Linked DNA regions of Sus scrofa: region 1 is linked to region 2. The links are chromatin contacts, called in public HiChIP or PLAC-seq maps. All regions are on one chromosome and are shown on one strand. The core of a region is the stretch at or near the end of the contact, and the rest is flanking DNA. Distances in the headings are between cores, read along the strand shown. Region 1 overlaps TMEM184B (transmembrane protein 184B). Region 2 holds the start of LOC100523244 (casein kinase I).

What was found. HiChIP or PLAC-seq counts read pairs in DNA pulled down with a chosen protein or histone mark.
Region 1: a contact with region 2 is called in an H3K27ac HiChIP or PLAC-seq map of skeletal muscle, with 2.0 times the contacts expected there. The contact joins the enhancer-like site here to the promoter of LOC100523244 in region 2. A contact is called at or near these places in 4 of 47 Hi-C or Micro-C datasets (blood, embryonic fibroblasts, fetal heart ventricle and 1 more) and 2 of 2 datasets of contacts at active chromatin or transcription factors (alveolar macrophages and skeletal muscle).

Annotation. Positions count from the first base shown.
Region 1 is chr5:9,657,253-9,660,000 of Sscrofa11.1, reverse strand. It overlaps TMEM184B (transmembrane protein 184B), which reads right to left. Exons shown (of 10, transcript XM_005655511.3): 2 at 2,343-2,590; 3 at 473-638. The coding sequence starts at 2,534. Among named protein-coding and RNA genes, the nearest start is that of TMEM184B, 25 kb to the right of the region's middle. Within about 2 kb of position 1,325, at least 2 of the 83 cell types and tissues checked have an H3K27ac peak or open chromatin away from gene starts, as enhancers often do. A contact at or near this core is called in skeletal muscle, where this site is marked.
Region 2 is chr5:9,593,028-9,595,727 of Sscrofa11.1, reverse strand. It overlaps LOC100523244 (casein kinase I), which reads right to left and starts at 1,267. Exons shown (of 10, transcript XR_002343899.1): 1 at 1,220-1,267.

The DNA of each region.
Region 1 (2,748 bases), core at 76-2,575, 64 kb before region 2:
AAGCAGATACCAGTTCAGACACCAAGGCTGCCTGGCCTTGGCATGAGGAAATCACACCTGGCTGCTCTACCTGAAAGCGGCAGTATGCGTCCGGGAGGAAACAGGAAAACGTAGGACCACGAGCAGGGTGGGCGTGAGACCAGGGATCTTGAATTCAGGGCCCTTCTTCCATATTCCTGATGGTCTGTGACCTGTCTTGGGGGCCCTGTCTGTCCTGCAGGGCTGTACCTGCCCCGTCCCTGCCTCCAGGGCAGACCCTCTAACCACTTGGCCTCTGCCGCCTGCACAGCCCCTGGCACCTGCCGACTGGCCCGCAGGTTAGGATGCCTCTCTGCCCAGAGCAAATGCTCGTCCCCGCTCCCTGCCCACCCCAGGCCAGGGAGGAAGCCAGGAAGAGGGGCTCCTGGCTCCCGGACAAGGGGGGCGTGCAGCCCCCTTCCCACCCAGCCCTCCCGGGCCGCGCCGTCCTCACCCTCGTAGCAGTCCCGCACGGTGCCGAAGTACACGTAGTACTGGTCGTTGGTGAAGAAGAGGAGGCTGAGCCAGGAGTCGAAGGCGTAGATGGGCACGATGAAGAGGATGCGGACGATGTAGCGCTGCTCGTTGGGGCAGCTGTAGCAGCGCAGGTGCATGTAGATCTGGGGGCAGAGGGCCGGGTCAGCTGGAGCCCCGACTGTGCCCGCAGCTGCCTCAGCCCTTCGGCACCACTGGAGGAGGAGCCCGGCCCAGGGCGCGGAACGAGCCTTATCAGCGGCCCCTTGGCAAAGTGCAACGACACAACGTCCACTGCGAGGCTGCTGTGAGCATCAAATCAAGGGGAGCGTGGAGCTTGCAGCCACCTCACAGACACGGGCCACAAGAGCAGATGAGTCAGGGCCAGGCTGGGGAGCCGCAGCCGTGACAAGCTCCCTGGGGATTCGGGTGCACAGCCAGGTCTGGGAACCGCAGGCGCGTGGTGCAGGGGCTGTTCGCGTGCATGTGTGTGTCCCCCGCCACCCGGCCTCTCTAAACACCTGGGCCCTGGGGCGTGGAGCTAGAACACCGGCATCCAGGTGGTCGCCCGCCCACCCCGGCCCTTAGCTGACGCAGGGTGTATGGGGAGAGACAGGAGGGCCCCTCACTTCCACAGAAGGTGGAAGCTCTTCCTGGCTGAGGGTCCGCAGTGATGTCCTCATCCTGTGTCTCATTTTCCCATCTGCTGAGCAGAGGCAGCGCTGCCTGCCTCCCTGGGAAGTTGAAATGTGGTTTTTAGAAAGCAGGGGTAAAAATAAAGCTACGCACAAATGCCAAGAACTGCTCTAGCCACGCTGCACAGTCCCACAGCCAGAGTCTCTTGTCCCGGCTCCCATGATTTCATGCTTGGCCCAGCCAAGCCCTGGGCTTGGGAGGAGAACAGAATTCCCCATCTGCTGTGAGCCAACCGCCTTGGAAGCACTAGGGTTCTAGAAGGGAAGGGGAACGCTGGGACCTGAACGCTCAGCCTCCCCTCTTCACTAGGCAACCCTCAAACCCGCTTCCTCAGGCAGCTTCCCTGGGGATGGCGACGGGGGACGGGAGACTTGACTTGTGTCCCAGCTCTGCCACCAACTTGTTCGTGACTAGGCAAGTTCTCCCTCCGTCCTCCCTCGCTGGGTGTCAGTGTTCTCATCTACCAAGGGACCACTGCCATCCTGTGTTCCTCCTCAGTCTCCAGGCTCCCCTACAGCTTAGGCTGGTCGCATGACCAGGTCTGGCCCACGGAAGGTAAGCAGAAACGACAAGGGCCATTGCTGGTTGAGAAGGTTAAATGCCCAGAGTGCCTTCCGCACACACCCTTCCTGACACGCAGTTGTCAGACAGACAATGTCTCGAAGCTGCACGATGCTGGAGCCACAAAAAGGAACCTGACCTGCACTGTGCAGGCTGAGCAAGAAACTGATTCTCGGAGTTCCCATTATGGCTCCTCAGGTTAAGAACCTGACCAGTATCCATGAGGATGCAGGTCTGATCCTCGGCCTCGCTCAGTGGGTTAAGGATCTGGCATTGCCCTAGCTGTGGCGTAGGTCACAGACGTGCCTCAGATCTGGGGTTGCTGTGGCTGTGGTGTAGGCTGGCAGCTGCAGCTCCGATTCGACCCCTAGCCTGGGAACTTCCATGTGTCCCAGGAGCAGCCCTAAAAAAAGGCGAAAAAACTTTAAAAAAAAAAAAAGAGAGAGAAACTGATTCTCCTGGTTGAAGCCCCTGAGATTTGGGGCTTGCTTATTACTCCAGCATAGCTTGACCTGGTCTAACTGATTCTCTATTGGACAAGAAAGCTCTCAGGACCTCCCTAGAGGGCTGGGGTTCCTCCCTGGCCTGGATACCTGGTGGCAGGTGATGAGCAGGGCTGTCCAAACGAAGAAGCCAGAGATGGCCTGAGCGGCGGTTGTCATCAGGAACACAGGCTGCTCCATGGCCGTGGGGCTGCCCTCGGGGATCACGGAGATGCTGGGCGAGGCTGCTGCTGTGGTGGGCGAGGCTGGATCCGGGGCCAGCACGGCCCCCCTCACGGTCATGGTGCCCAGAAGCAGGGGGCTCCCTGAGAGAACCTCAGAGCAGGCGACGAGCGGGCCTAGACAGAAGGAAGCACGATGTGAGCCTCCTTCCAGCATCAATGGTGGTGTCAGGAAGAACCCTCCAGGGCTCGACACCCACCTTCAAAATGTGACCGGACCTTGACCACACCTCACTCCAGCCCCCAGCATGTCTCCCCTGGCTTAATGGACTGGC
Region 2 (2,700 bases), core at 18-2,517:
AATCGGTGGCTGGGTGACCACACACCCCATCACCCTAGGGCCCCCAAGCGCCCCCATCCATCGTGCGGGAGCAGCCCTCCTGACCCCTAGGTCTGGAGCACCCGACCCAGGAGCGAAGGGGTGGGGGACGCTGCTGATAGTCTGGTGGAGCCTGCTGAAGCCCAGGGTCTGGTCGGGGATCCCGAATCAACAGTATCGGGTGTCCCCAGCACCCTCGTCCAGGAGCCCCTCCCTCAGCGTCCCCAAATCTCAGCCCGGGGTGGCCACCTCGGGTGGCTGGGGCCTTGAAGGGTCCAGCTGGGGGAGGGGGAGGCGGGCTGGACTGGCGGGGGCGGGGGGCTCTCCCGGGCAAGCCTGCAAAATAATAGTCACCCTCCTCCTTCTCCTCCTCGTCCCCAGCCGCGCCTTTGTCCTCGCCGGGCCGAGCGGGCGGCGCCCGGGCTGCCCCCCCATACCCGAGTGCGAACGCGCGTGTGTCCGCCCTCCCTTCCCCTCCCTCTCGCGCAAAAACAAAGAGGCGGAGGGAGTCCGGTTTCCCCCCAGGTTTGCGCCCCTCCGCGGGCCCGAGGACCCCCAATATTTACCCCGCCGGGAAGGCGCCGGTGCCGGGCCGCTGCTCGGGGGCTGCCGCGGGCGGGGGCGACCCGCCGGGGCGGATGCCGGAGGATTCGCAGAGCCGCCCGGCGCGCCAGCCTCTCCCGGCCCAGCTACCGCCGCCGCTGCCGCCGCCGCGCACCGCTCTGCTCGGCCCCGGCCGGGCTCAGGCTCTAGGTTCTCAACGCCGCCGCCACCGCCTCCCTCCTCCGGGCCCTCCTGCCCGCCCCCGCCGCCGGCTCGCGCGCTCCCGCCCGGCGCGCGCCCGCCGGTTCCCATTGAGCCCCGGGCCCGCCCGGTGATGTCATCCCCGGCCCGCCGCCGCCCCGGAGGATTTAAAGGGCCCGAGCCCTCCGCTCCCGGGGACGCTGGGGCGGGGGCGGGGTGGGGGGTGTCTGTAGCCAGGAAACACGCCCTCCACCCCCAGGCTGGCGAGGAGCTCCTTGCAGGAAGGGAGTCTTACGTGTGGGTCCTGAGAGCACACACAGACACTAGCACCCTGAGCCAATGGGGGTACAGGTGGAAAAGCCTGGGTGGGGGTGGGGAGGAGGAGGGCATACAGAAAGCTGGGGTCTTCTAGACTCAGAGCCTCCTCTTCCCTCGGCCAGGTTCTCTTTCCTCTCACCTCCTTGCAGTGGGCCCCTCGGAAGGCGGGTGTTTTTGTGGGTTCCTGCAAAAGGAAAATGTTTAGTGAGTTAGGGGCTCCGAGTGCTGCAGAGCACACAGGCCAGTTTGATTCAGGGGCCAACGATTTAACAGGACAGGACGGCAGGAGGTGGAGGGACATTGACAAAAGGCCCAGACAGGCAGCTGGAGCTGTGCTGTGCTATCCCCCTACCGAAAAATCAAAGCCAAAGACCCTTCCCTTCTCCTCCTCCAGTAGCTCAAACTGTGATGGGCACAGAGCTGACCTCAATCCCAGTCCTCTTTAATGAGGGACCCCACACACTGCTATGGGACCAACACTTGAATCAAGGTCCCAAGTGGGTACACTTTTAGCCAAGTCCCCTCCCAGCTCGGGGCTTGGGCTTCCTAATCTGCAAATCGAGAAAGAGCACCAGTCCCTCTCCTGGTCACCAAGAATTAATTAAGGCTTTCTACTGGCTTCCAAAGCATAGTTATTAAGGCGATGACATTTACACTGGACCATGCAAAGCTCCAAATTATGACACATGTCCATTCTCAGCATACAGCTGAGGCTGTGGACACAGAAAATGCTGGAGTGCACTGCATCCAATCCCAGAAGCATGGCTCCCACGAAGAGTCACTCTCACAATACCACATCTTCCTTGAGTTTGAGGGACTTAGTCACACACTGTCCAAACTGGCAGGAGCCCCTCAGACCAGGTTCTTTTTTCCTAGAGCAGGAAGCTGCAGCTCAGAGAGGGGAAGGGGTTGGCCCCAGACCACACAGCGCTGACTCTGTTCTCCCATTGGTCCTTGGGAAACTGAGTCTGTCATGGGCTCATTTCCAAGAGCAGGAGAGTGAGGACCAGCCTCCCAGGAAAGGTTTAGGGCACTCAACTGGGGACCTGCCCTCAGTGCCACTTTTGCCAGAGGAGAGGGTCACCAGCCAAAGTGGTGGGGTTTGTTGGTTTTTTCTTTTGTCTTGTTAGTTAATTCCCAACTCTTTTTTTTTTTTTTTTTGGTCTTTTTTAGGATCACACCTGTGACATATGAAAGTTCCCAGGCTAGGAGGCTAGGGGTTGAATCAGAGCTGGAGCTGGAGCTGCCAGCCTATATCACACCAACAGCCACACCTGATCCGAGCCACATCTGTGACCCAGGCCACCACTTGCGGCAACGTGGGATCCTTGAACCACTGAGCAAGGCTAGGGATCAAACCTGCATCCTCATGAATACTAATCAGGTTCCTAATCCTCTGAGCCACAACGGGAACTCCAATTCCCAACGTTTTAAAATGGAAAGATTTCATATTACAGGTCCGTATTCCCTATTTCTCTGGAAGCACTGGGAGAACTGCCACTCCAGGCCCAAACTCACACTGAGCCCTGGCCACACTCAGCTGGCCTGGGCAGCAGCCACTCACCTTGACCACAACCAAGGACTCACCTTGATCACTTCCTCATGGCAGCTTGTTTTACC